2 separate regions of the Zea mays genome follow, and region 1 is linked to region 2. A link is a contact called in public Hi-C data. All regions are on one chromosome and are shown on one strand. Each heading gives the region's core, a stretch centred on a gene start, on an enhancer-like site or on the middle of the called end of the contact. The rest is flanking DNA. Distances are from core to core; before and after follow the strand shown.

Region 1 (6,784 bases), core at 763-3,262, 240 kb before region 2:
CCATGCCTCACCTATATCCTTACTTTGGCAGATGAGGAGAGAAGTCGTTGGGAAGCAGCTGGGGCGAAGGGCATATGTTCTCTGGCTGCCTCTGCAGCTGCTCCCTAGGGTGGTGTGTTGTTTTTTCTTTCACATGATGAATTCTTTTTTGTATGCTATTTTCTGGCCCCCGTGAGGAGGCCTGCTGATGTATGGTCTACTTTAGACCTCTTTATTCTATCTTCTTAATTTATAAAGGGGTGCAGTTCTCCTGCGCGTTTTCGAGAAAAAAGATAAATAACTATTATGGAAACTTGCTTTACACTACATATCAACGAAGTGTCAGGATTTGATAACAAATGAACGTTAACACTTAATTTGTGGTTATCAAGCCGTATATAATTAGTATCAAAGTGCAAGCTGTCATGGAGTTGGACAGACCTTGTGCTCACACATCAATAACGCAAATAGAACCCCTGAATCAGCGATGTCCTGCAAAACTGCACTAGCTGCCTGCCTTGTTGATTGAGCAAGAGGAAGACATGTGTAGGCATGAAGAAAAGTAGCCGGATTCCTGTACATTTGTTTCAATGAAACTCCCAGAGAGCGCTACATGTTCAAACACTTATGTGGCATAAAATGAGTCCCAAGCGAAGGAAAAAAAATTGACTGACCAGCTGAATGCATGTATAAGAGATAGGAAAACTGCATCAGTGCCACCAAGCAATGTTGCCATATCGAATCTGGGGTTCTTCTCAAAGCACTTATTGACTGACTTTGTCAAAATAAGCAACAACTGCAAAGTCATATTTTCAGAGACATGTCAGTACAAGGATGGCGAAGGCATGTCTGCATAAACTTAGCCAGGCTAGAAGTCCACAAATAAAGAAATAATAGTATCAACAGATGAATGCAGCAGCGGAAGCACCTGACCATACATGAGCTCTAGTTGCCCCCTCAGTCCTTCATATGACTCTTCTGTGCAGCTTATACAAACTAAATATATTGGCCCCTTCACAAGGAAAACTATCTGAAAGAAAGCATTAAAGAACTTAGTAGCATGCAGCATTAATTATTCATCTCGAAGGAATAAAGCATGTCTTGCAATCTAAAATAAGATTTAATACGACAGTATACATGACAAGGAAGGCAAGCGGACCTGATGTTTGCCAGCTCTCACAAATTTGATATGGTCGCCACTGGAATGAGAGGACGTAAGGTGAGGCAGAGTTAAAGAACGGCAGACAAGTAAAATTATTGCTATAACAAACGCAAGGCCATATACATACCTGTTCTCGACAAAGGAAATGATTGCTTGCAGCGTAGCAGAAAATCCGGCTAGCTTGTGCTCATCCCCATACCTGAAAGTTGCAAAGGTGGTAGCGGTGTCATGGTTTCATAGTACATGCAACGTCCCTGTGAGGGAATTCCTGATCCTCTATACCTGGAATATATTGGCTTGCCAGAATTGCTCAGAATGAAGAAATGTTTTTTCCTCTTCCTCCACGAAGAGGAAGCATCGTCCTGAAACATGAGAGCGGCAGGTCCACGGCCGCTTGAGGCGAAGCCCAAGTGGGTGATGGGGATTGACGGAGGTCTGTAACGAGCTCACCTCGTGGGGATGCTTCTTGCCGCGCGCCCAATCCTGGTCGGGGTCGGGGTCGGGGTCGGCGTCGTCATCAAGGCTGCTTCCGCGCTCGCCAGCGTATCCGCTGCTTCTGGGGCTGGGCTGGGAGACATCGTCCCCATCCTTGTCATCGTCGTGGAGTCCCTCGGGCGCCTCCTTCCACGCGGAGGTGCTGCTCCCGCCTCTGGACGCGGAGGTGAGGTAGCCCTCGTCGTCGTCGAGGATCTCGGCGGTGTGGAAGTCCGGGGGAAGGTCCCTGGTGCCACAAAGGGAGAGGGCGGCGAGTCTGGCCGCGGATTCGGCTGGGAGCGACGGGGCATCGTTGGGGTTAGGGTTGGGCGGGTCCATGGCTGGCCAGGCTTCTCCAGTCCTCCCCTCCCCCGGGAAAGAACGAGTCGTTTTGTTTTGGGGAAAATGGGATCAGACAGATGCCAGATAGATCCCGCATCCGCCCCCTGTTTGTTTGATTTGTTGTTGGCGACGGTGTTGCACTCTGCCACTCTGAGCCCAGGCCCACACAACCATTCAGGCTCACTGGCCTTTCTATCTGTTTCGAGCTGCTTCACCGCTTAACTTGTACTATATTATATTTTATATATAGATGGGGCAGTTAAGCAAGAGGTTACACAGCAATCAACCAAAAAGAAAAGGTACACATGACTGAAAATGTAGTTTAATTTTCTGCAAATAACAATCACAAGAGGTTACAATGATGCTGACTACCACAAAACCATCTCCTAGCATCATCATGCTTGCTTAGACTAGACAGTTACTGGCGAAACAATAGTGCGCGCTTCCTCCTCCCACCACTGCTCTGATTACAATTACAATTCCAGTTCCAAACTACACCCAAACCCAGCATCAGCAAGACCAAATTCTAAAGGCTACCACAAAAGAAAAAATAAGCTAACAAAAACTACACCGAACAGGGTAACACCCTTCCCAGCCTCGTGATCACCAAACACACACTGAAAAAAGAATTAGCGATTACCAAAAAGGAAAGAAAAAAAAAGGAATGGCCACAGGGCATCTGGTCAGTGAAGCAGAGCTGATTAGCTTAGCTCCACGGGCGGGCTAATGTACACCATCTACAACCAGAGCCGCTATATTAGTCTACGCTGGCGAAACCCTTTGCTAAAATGAGGCTGCATCAGCTTCACATACAAACCATTCAACTGCACCAGCGAATCATGACTTCCCTGCTCGACGATCCTACCACCATTTAGCACAACGATGCTATCCACATGCTTCATCATCGCTGCCCTGTGTGCGATCAGAATCGTTGTTTTGTTTCCCATGATCAATGTGTCAAGGGCTTCCTGGACCACCCTACTCGACTCAGATTCGATAGCGGAGCTGGCCTCGTCAAGCAGCAAAATGGGCGCATTCTTCAACACCACACGAGCAATGGCAATGCGCTGCTTCTGCCCGGGAGTCAAATCCACCCCACGCATTCCCACATGTGTATCATAACCATGAGGCAGACTACTGATGAAGTGATGGGCATTCGCGATCCTGGCAGCTTCCTTCATCTCAGATTCAGTTGCATTGTGCCTTGCATATATTATGTTCTCTCTTATGGTTGTTGAAAATATAACAGGATCCTGAGGAACCAACCCCATGTGGCTCCGCAGCCATCTCAAGTTGAACAACTTCAAATCACGCCCATCCAACAAAACTTGCCCAGCAGTTGGATCGTAGAACCTCTCGATCAAAGAAATTATTGTGCTCTTCCCGGATCCTGATACACCTACTACAGCAACAGTCTGTCCTCCACTCACTCTGAGGCTAAAATTACTCAGAACCATCATCTCAGGGCGCGTAGGGTAGCAAAATTCAACACTCCTAAATTCAATGCTCCCATACACGTTAGGTGGTTTCAGGCCGCTGGCATCATCTGGATCAATCTTGGGTACACGATCAATAATTTCAAATACTGAGGTCAGGGATTTCCGGCGTTTCAGTATATAAGGGGCAAGGCCAAATGGTTCCACCAGTGCGAAAGTCGCAAAAGAGAAGACAATGTACTCCTTGACAGCTGTTACGAGACTGAGATGTCCGTCCTTCACAGCAGCGGCTGTATACCACAACAGAAGTGCATTGCATGCGAAAAGAAGGAACTGAGAGAAGCCAAAGGCAAAACCAATGCCCATCCCATGTATAAAGCTTTTCTTGAGAATATTGCCAAGCTGCAATCTATAAAGTTCCATTATCTTGTTACCAGCACAAAAAGCCACCACAGTATAGATATTCCTCACAGCGTCTTCAAGAACCAAAGAAGCCTTCCTGTGCATCTCCTGAATTCCTCTGGAAAAGCCAGAAAGCCACATTTTCTGCAGAAGAGCAATCCAAGTGTGAGCCCAATCAAGCAGTTCGACGAGGAGGTTTACTATTTGAAGCAAGGTATTAAAATAAATGCATGTTATCAAACATTTTTCAGTTTCATAGAGCAATGTTCAAAAAGTGTGTTTAAGCGCCCGCCTAATCGCGATTAGGCGTTAAGCGATGCCTTAGCGCGGCACTTATGCCATAGGCGCTGTTTTCCGCGGTGGGCGCGCGTAGGCGACGCCTAATTTGCGTTGTGCGCGCTGAAGCGGAAAAATGCGGGTGGAAGCGGGCCTGGGCGCACGGAAAAGCGCATGAAAGTTTAAAAGAAGGGCGGGAAAAAGAAGGGTGGAAAAGGACGACGGGAAAGAAAAGACGTGCGGGAGGTGGGAGCTGCTGGCATGCTGCTGCATGTGAGAGAAGGAAACAGGGCGAGAGCTGCCGTGTGGGAGAGGAGGGAAACGGTGGGAAAGAAAGAGCTTGTGGAAGCTGCTGCTGCCGCCGGTCAGGCCCTCTTCCCCAGTCGACCAGGTCTGCCGTCACCGCCTGTCCGTTTGTCCTCTTCGGCTCTTCCTGTCTTCCCCAGCCGCCGCCCACCAGGGTCAGCGACGCCATAGTTCTGCTGCTCCTCCAGTCTTCCAGTCTCCCCCTTTGCTATTTATCTGTTGCTCCTCCATCTCCTCTGTTCTGTTCTATGTCTAAGACGGATGCTTTGACTTGGAAGCTTAATTAGTACATGCTTTGTATAAGATGTCTTCATCTGAGCCTAGCTAAAACTCCTGATTCCTAGCTAAAACTGTTTCCTATAAACACTTAAGCTCTCTAGGAGCTAAGCAGTGGCCTAACGCCTAGCGCTTAATATAACCTTGTCATAGAGACTAGAAGTCTCACTTTCTTCAAAGTTATTAGAAGCACAAAAGGTACTGCCGGACCTGGCACAGTGACCTTAGTGCAGCTCATCTGTAACTGCAAGATTAAGTTTTGATGCAATTCAAGGGATTGATAAGGCAAATTTATGGTTTGATAAGGCCAAAAGAAGGGGTTTAATACTGTTGTGATTTTGGGTGCTTGGACCCTGTGGTTTCAAAGGAACAAGTGTCTCTCTAATGGCGCCTCTCCTCTCACCAATGTTCAATACTACCTTCCAGGAGGAGATGAGAATCTGCCAATCCGGTGTCTCCCTTCCTTGTCTCATAATTGAGATGGGAAGGTTGTTTGTAAGGGGCTGTTATTTCTTCTCTCTGCACTATAAAGATGTGCAGCTCTCATGTGTGTTCAAGAACAAAAATATTTGATTCTGTTCCACATTAAGTTCCATAAAATATATACTTCAAAACTTAGAGAGCCATAATAAAATACATACATACAGGTAAGGAAAGGCTTTACTTCCATATAATAGACCTTAATATGTTGAGGAGGGGAAGACCCAGTGCCGGAGGCTCCCACGTGAGTGGGGTCTAGGGAAAGGATAGACTGAGGCGAGCCTTCCCCATGTAAATGCGGAGAGACTGCTTCAAACCCATGACCTGGTGACTCAGTGAGACAGCTCTCACCATTGCGCCAGGCCCGCCCTTCTTAGGAATATAGTAAAATTATGTTGGATGTTGAAATGGATGAGAGCTAACCTGTGCAACCGCAGAAATGATAAGGATGGGTAACGTTGCCAATGCAACAAGAGCAACACGCCATTGTAGTAACATACCAAGAAGAAGTGCAACAAGAATGGCCGATGTATCCTGAATGAATATAGAAAGTCTGTTACTGAAAGCAGCGCGGACAAATGTTGCATCATTTGCAAGTCTCATTGATAATATGTCTGCACTATTTTCTTCGTCGTCAAACCAACCAACTTCATTGCGCAGAATTGCTGGAATACAATAAACAGAATTTGAGAACTCTGATATTTCAACAATGGTTTACTATAATCTATACACAATAGAACTTAGCAGCATTGTTTCTTGTGTTCAATACTCATGAATATGTGCTTTATTTATGGATGTTAAACTAGATAGTTTATAAGAGCTGAGGTTGCACCATCAAATATGGGACTACAAAAGTAACATAAAGGAAAAGACGGTCATACCAGAAAACATCATCCTTCTGACACGCTCGGTCATTTTCTCTCCCATTATACCAAAGTAGAAGTGCTGCAAGAAGTTGGCTAGTACAGTAATTATACCCATGCCAACAATGAATGAGCAGTACTTATTCACTTCGGCATGTACATCACGGACCCCTATTTTGTAGTAGGCCACTACTATAAGAGATATTGTATAAGCAAGAAGAGGATTAAATGAACCGAAACAAGCAGCCCCAGCACTTCCTAACAGAGCATAAAAATATTCCGCAAAACTAAGCTCTGCAAGCCTCCAAAAAGATGGTGCTTTTGTGTGCTGCTGCTTGGAATCCTCAGCATGAAAACTATCAAAGATGACAAGAGGCCGGCTGAAAGTTTTTGAGTGGGAGCGCTCATTTTTTGGATCAGAAGTCAACAATGGAGATATTGGAGATTCTGGGTCTGATGTATTTGACGACTGTCGATGCAGCGGGACATCAATTTTGGGAAGATCAGGCAATTTCATTTCAAAACTGTCCTGCCTTTTGATGGATGGAGCTCTCTCAGATGCAACCATTGGTAGCCTGGCTTCTGCCATTTGCTCTGAAGGGGGGCTTTGAATATTTGGTGATTCATGTGAGTTATGATTGGCATCTGAAGTTCGGAATGTGAGAAAGCCATGTGTTTTCTGAAGTGATGGCGATTTTGACATCTTTGGAGAAGATGATTCTTGAAAGTTGTGACCTGCTGACGAATCCCTTTCAATTTGGAAGGAGCTTGGCTCTTTATAATTTCTC
Region 2 (6,292 bases), core at 3,171-5,670:
GGTGCTGCCCCTCCTGCCATTGACCCTGCTCTTGCGGCAATCCTCTAGACTCTCACTCAGCAGCAGGCTCACTTGGCAGCGGTCCAGCAGCAGATGTCCGAGAGAATGATCTCGATGTTTCAGACGATTCAGAACAGGCAGGATACTTTGCAGCGGCAACTTCTTCAGGATCGGGCTGAGAACAGGGCATTCATGACTCTCATGCTTCAGCACACCAGTGTGTCGATTCCCCCAGTTCAGTCAGCACCGCCTCCACCTCTTCAAGCTCCCGTTGTGCCCCTATTCAGCCAGGACCCCCTCTTCCTACACTTGGTTCTTCTTCCTCTCCGCTCCGGCCGATCACCTTGGTTTTCACGTCGCCGGTCATTGGCTCCGTCAGCTCTCAGCCGCCAGTACCACCTGCTCCTGCTGTTTCCACTGCCGCTGTGGCGGTGTCTGTGACTTCTTCGGCTCCGGCAGCTCCTGCAACGCAGCTTCCATATGAGTCAGTACCAGCTCCAGCTTCTACAGCAGATCCTGGATCCGAGACTGACTCTGACCCACAGCTGGTGTTCGCTCTACTGCCACGACCGCGACAGGATGCGCCCCTGCCACCTCCTCCCTCTTCTGATGTGTAGGTTCGGGTTCCCTTTTGGTGTTTGACGCCAAAGGGGGAGAGATATGAGTTGTGAGAGCTAGGGGGAGTTTGGGAGTTAGTAGAGAGTCATTTTGATGTAATGTATGTGCTTGTTACTCTCTGTACTAACTTCACTTTTGTATGATGCTTTTGGCTCACAAACTCTGTTATATACTCTCGATGCTTATGTTGACTGTGTGTGTATTACGTTTTCACCTTATATGTTATCACCAGTCTTCTAGTTCTTGTTCATCGATTTGATTTCACTTTTGTATATGAACAAGAAACTTACAATGTGTATGCGCTCATTCATATTATTATGTTACACACTTTTCCTGTCAAAGATTACTGAAGTACAACTAATCATCTTCTCTATTGACAGAAATTTCAAAACAAACTACTCTCACAAAACTTGTAGGATTGTCATCAATCACCAAAAAGGGGGAGATTGAAAGCATCTAGGCCCCTGGTTGGTTTTAGTGATTAATGACAACGTAATGTTATATGTGACTAACGTGTGTTTTGCAGAGACAAATGGTAAGTTAGGTCGCATTACAGGTAGAAGTACTACAACGTGAAAACAATCCCAGAGATAAGAACTCGAAGCGACGACTAAAACGACGAAACAAAAGGTGAAGGACTACATAGTCCGAGTGTCAAGGAGTTGTGGACACTCGTGATTTAGTTAGGTCTTTTATTCTGTTTTAGCCGTACTATAAAGAGGGGTTGTCGATGAGTAGTTTGACCAAGAGAGTTCTAGTGTAGTGTTGTTGCATATTCACACTCACATATAGTGCTAGGTGACACTCTAGAACATACACTCAAGTTAGAACGAAAATCAATTTGAAAAACAGCACAAAACAGAAAGTAGGGTTTCTGGCCTTGGGGCACCGGACTGTCCGGTGTGCACCAGACTATCCGGTGCACCCTCTGCCAGGTGGGGCCAGGCTGGCCCAGGGGAAGGGTTTCCCCACGCAGAAACCCGAGAGCGCAAGGTTCCTGAGTGTAATTTTAGTGGCACACCGGACAGCGCACCGGATAGTGCACCGAACAGTGCACCGGATAGTGACTATTCACTGTCCGGTGTGCCATCTGCCCAATGGCTAGCTGTCAGAACTAGCCGTTGGAGTCGACCGTTGGCGCACCGGTAGCGCACCGTTGGTGCACCGGTGGCGCACCGGACTGTCCGGTGCGCCCATGCGCAGAACTTTGGTGGTAACGGCTAGTTGGTGGGTGAGGGCTATTTATACCCCCTCCACCCACCATATTCAATGTCTTGCTGCCCACATTAATTCCAGCACATTGGTAGAGCATTGCAAGCACCAAAAGCCTAGTGAGGAGATTAGAGAATCTTAATCCCGTATTTGTTCCTCATTAGCGCTAGCGAGAGCCACCTAGAGCACACACCACTTGCATTAGGCTTCTCTTAGTCAAGTGAAAGTCTACGACTTGTTACTCTTGGTGATCGGCATCACCTAGACGACTTGGTGGTGTTGGGAGCTCGGTGATCACCGTGGAGATCTTGTTGGTGACCCGACTCAAGTTTGTAAGCGGTCGTGAGGGATCCACCGCGCCGGAGTGGCAAAGGATCATCTCGTAGTGAGCACTTGGGTGCTATTTGGTTCATATGTTTGTAATGTAATAGGTAACAAATAACGTTAAATCATGTTTGTTTAAGTTCAACCGTAATCGGATACTACACTAGGAATTAATACCAGCCTATTCAAACTTGTTACCAACGGTAATCGAATGTAAACCATTACCGTTACTATTTACGTTACATTTTGGGAACCAAACGGCACCTTGGTTCTTGCGAGAACCAAGGGGGAGCGATACCCTTGCGCGGGTGCTCCAACGAGGACTAGTTGAGAGTGCCGACTCTTCGATACCTCAGGAAAAATTGGAGGAGTCTTCTAAACCTTGCTTTACATTCCACACTTTAATTCAAGCATTTTACATTGTGTATTTGTTTAGCAAGTATTTGAAGTATTGTCTTAGCATCGTTGCATTTCTAACATTATTATCTTAGTGCTAGTTGTTGGGGTGAAGTTGGGCTCTTGCTTAGCTCTTGCTTAGGTTTTAATTAGTGTTGATTTTTAGAAAAGTCCAATTCACCCCCCCTCTTGGGCATCGTGATCCTTTCATGAGCTACATGTGAAAATCACTCTAAATATCTAAGTTTCAACATAATCAGTACTTTACTTTATCATTTTCATGCGAGGACTTGGGTTATCTTTGTATAGAATGTTTATTAGTTTTTGTAACTTATTTGCAATTTTTGAGTGAAACTAGAATATTTTATGAATTTAATTGCATTTTTATGATTTTCTACAGAATAATAATAATAATACACAAACAACCTCATAAATACATGAATTTTTACGGATACACAACATATATCAACATATAGTCCTAAAAAACATTTGGACTATAAAATCCATAAGATGTTAGTGTTTCTTTCATTCCACTTCAACTTATTGCGCGAGTTACACGTGAAATCACTATATGTATCGAAGTTTTAACATAATCAATACTTCACTTATCATTTTCATGTGGGGACTTAAGGTTATCTCAAATAGAATGTTTATTAGTTTTGGTATCTTTTTTTGCAATTTTGGGTCAAAACTAGTGTATTTTATGAATTTAATTATATTTTTGATGATTTTATGTAGAAAGAAATTAATAATGCATAAATAGCCCCAGAAATTCATGAAATTACACGTAAGTACAACATATGACCACATATAGTTATAAAAATAATGGGACCATAAAATTCACAAGATTTCAATGTTCCTTCTATTTTATTTCCACTATTGCGTGAGTTACACGTGAAATCACTCTAACTATCCTAGTTTTAATATAATCAATATTTCTCTTTACCATTTTTATGTAGAAACTTGATGTTATCTTCTTATAAACTTGATGTCATCTTTTTATAAAACTTGATGTTATCCAAAATCTTCACCTTTCTTTGACTCTACGTCGTCTAGAGGCGTCTTGGGTGGCCTGTCGATCACAAGACAAACCTATGATCTCTTCTCTCGGGAAGTGAGATCCAGATGCCGTTGGTGAACTTTGCCATCCATATGCACACATGGACCGTCCATCAACTAGCCGCAGAGCATCTGGCTTGATCTGCTGGCTTGATGTAGGGAACTCCGCTCTTGCCGTAGGTCGTGGACCATCCGACCCTCGGCTGTGGACCGTCTACGACGTCGTAGAGAGCACCGCCGTCGGTACACAATGATAGGCGTCTAGATCGGCGCTGTCAAGTTGTTATGACCCTGCCGTCGGTGAGCATCACCGGGATGGGAGCTAGAATCGCCGTCGCCGTTGAGGACAACCCGCGAGTTTGGTGGTAATTTCAAATTCTGTTCTTTTATAACTCTCTTGTTCGTTTACAGCTTATAACTCCACCCCTTCATGGGCTAGCCTGACCTCACACACACCATACGGCCCACGGCCCACACGAAAAAACAACTTGACACTCACACCGCTCTGCCCGACAACGCCTTCGCCACGCCTTCGCCAGCAGCAGCTTCAGATCTTGCCTTCGCCTTGTTTAGTGCCCAGGTTCTCTTCAGGTGTTACAGGAGAACATCAGCTACAATAATAAAGAGGTAAGGAGAGATGAGGTCTCCTTGTCTGAGGCCTAACTGTGTGACATGTCTGCAGATGCTCCCAACATGGCAATGCATGACTCTTGAAGAGGACCATGCATATTTGCTATTTTTAGCCACTGACTGCTGTGTGTTTGGGACTTGGCTATCAGCAGCCTCACGATGACCTCTCCCCCCTCCTCCTTTCTTGCTCGAGCCTCTCTCTATTCTTTCGCATGGTAATTGTTATGCCAAGAAAAGATTAATGCCGCTAGATTGGATCTTGGACAAGGTGAAGGAGGAGGAGGAAGAGACAGGAAAGGATGCTGCAGCGGGCAGCGAGCAATGCATATTCATGGTGGTGGGCAAGCCACATCCGCACCAAACAGTCAAAATGGCTCGACAACCACCTCCAAGGTATTTGTTTCATCTTGTTTGATCAACCTTGTTGCATGATGATTTTCATTTCACAGTAAATTAGTAATGCATCTGTCTGCCCTTCATTCCTTACCTGTCCTTGTGCGACAAGTCTGACAGCAGATTTTAGAATATCATCAGAGCCAGATACGAATGAATATTCTAAAGGAATTTATCAGCACTTGTGTTTAGAAAATAATTATATATATATACATATATATATATATATATATATATATATATATATATATGTTTTTGCACCTAACAAAACAACTAATCTTGGTACTTATTTGCAGATATGGAACACAGGGTCAAGTGCATGCTCTTGCTCCTTGGGGAGGAGGCCGATTCCTTCTCAAAGAGGGCAGAGATGTACTACAAGAGGCGACCTGAGGTGATCACTCAGGTGGAAGAGGTATACCGGGCATACAAGGCTCTGGCTGACCGGTATGACATCATGTCAGGGGAGCTACACAAAGCAAATCACACCATTGCCACAGCCTTTCCTGACCAGGTCCAGTATGCAATGCTGGAAGAGGAGGATGATAACATCCCAAAGGCGTTCACCCCAGTCGACCCACGCAAAATCCACAAGTCAACTGTTGATGGATTGATGATGAAGAAGAAGAAGAAAGGAGAGCATCCTGGGTCCATGGTTGGAGGAGCAACCTCAGCTCCAGTCAACAAGGAGAATGCACGGGAAGAGATCAGCAGGCTACAGAAAGCTATATTGGCCATGCAGACTGAGAAAGAGTTTATCAAAAGCTCCTATGAGAGCGGCATTGCAAAGTACTGGGATCTCGAGAAGGAAATCCATGACATGCAGGAGCAAGTTTGTCACTTCCAAGATAAGTTTGATGAAAGCGCGGTGATTGAAGATGATGAAGCCAGAGCCTTGATGACAGCGACTGCCCTCAAGTCCTGCGAAGACACCATTGTCAAACTGCAAGAACAGCGGAAGGCATCTGCGGAGCAGGCAGTGGGAGAATCGGAAAGAGTCAAGGTTTTCAGAGAGAAGCTCAAGGCTATAATGAACAAACACGGCAAATCTCTACCGGTCTCTCTGGACCTTTCAGAGAAGAACACCACTCGGAAGAGCCATGGCGCAGGAATGGAGAATGTGTGCTATGTCAAACAATGTGCAATAGACGCGGAGTCTATCATTGACAAGATCAAGGAACACTTCGAGTCTGACTGCAACATCTCCATGGCAGAAGTTACAGAGAGGATCGATGAAATTGTCAACATGGTCGTTGACTTGGACCTCATGGTTTCAGCACAAACCTCCCAGATCGATCGACTTCGCCAGGAAAACAATGAGCTGGAGGATTCCCTGCAAGGCCTGGAGGACGAGAATACTACCGAGCTGCCCAGCACTGGATCAAATGAATTGATCGAGAAGCTTAGGCAAGCAGAAGAGGAGCTTGTCAGGGCTCAGGCTCTCGAAAGCTCCTTCCACAAAGATGAAAGCACAATCCGTTCCAACTTCTTAGAAGCAATAAGCAGACTCCATGAGATATCAGAGCTGTTGCTATCGCCGGTCTGTGATTCCGCATCTGCCGCACGCACGTCCCAAGAAATTGAGTCTTTAGGGCCGTCGTCATCAAATGAGTGCTGTGACATGGAGAAGGTGGTGGATGATCCTAACGATGCACTTGTG

The links. Hi-C and Micro-C count contacts between places; a contact is called where the count stands out from the background.
Region 1: a Hi-C map of tassel shows a contact between it and region 2, with 2.8 times the contacts expected there. The contact joins the promoter of LOC100282740 here to the promoter of LOC103650681 in region 2. A contact is called at or near these places in 3 of 25 Hi-C or Micro-C datasets (ear, root tip and tassel).

Annotation. Positions count from the first base shown.
Region 1 is chr3:145,813,618-145,820,401 of Zm-B73-REFERENCE-NAM-5.0, reverse strand. LOC100282740 (MON1) reads right to left here and starts at 2,012. Exons shown (of 14, transcript NM_001155646.1): 1 at 1,592-2,012; 2 at 1,424-1,503; 3 at 1,269-1,340; 4 at 1,139-1,178; 5 at 908-1,009; 6 at 654-775; 7 at 421-553. The coding sequence starts at 1,954. It overlaps LOC103650682 (ABC transporter B family member 20), which reads right to left. Exons shown (of 11, transcript XM_020550329.2): 9 at 6,015-6,784; 10 at 5,557-5,798; 11 at 2,264-3,939. The coding sequence ends at 2,710.
Region 2 is chr3:145,580,525-145,586,816 of Zm-B73-REFERENCE-NAM-5.0, reverse strand. It overlaps LOC103650681 (protein NETWORKED 2D), which reads left to right and starts at 4,420. Exons shown (of 2, transcript XM_008676244.3): 1 at 4,420-4,632; 2 at 4,929-6,292. The coding sequence starts at 4,539.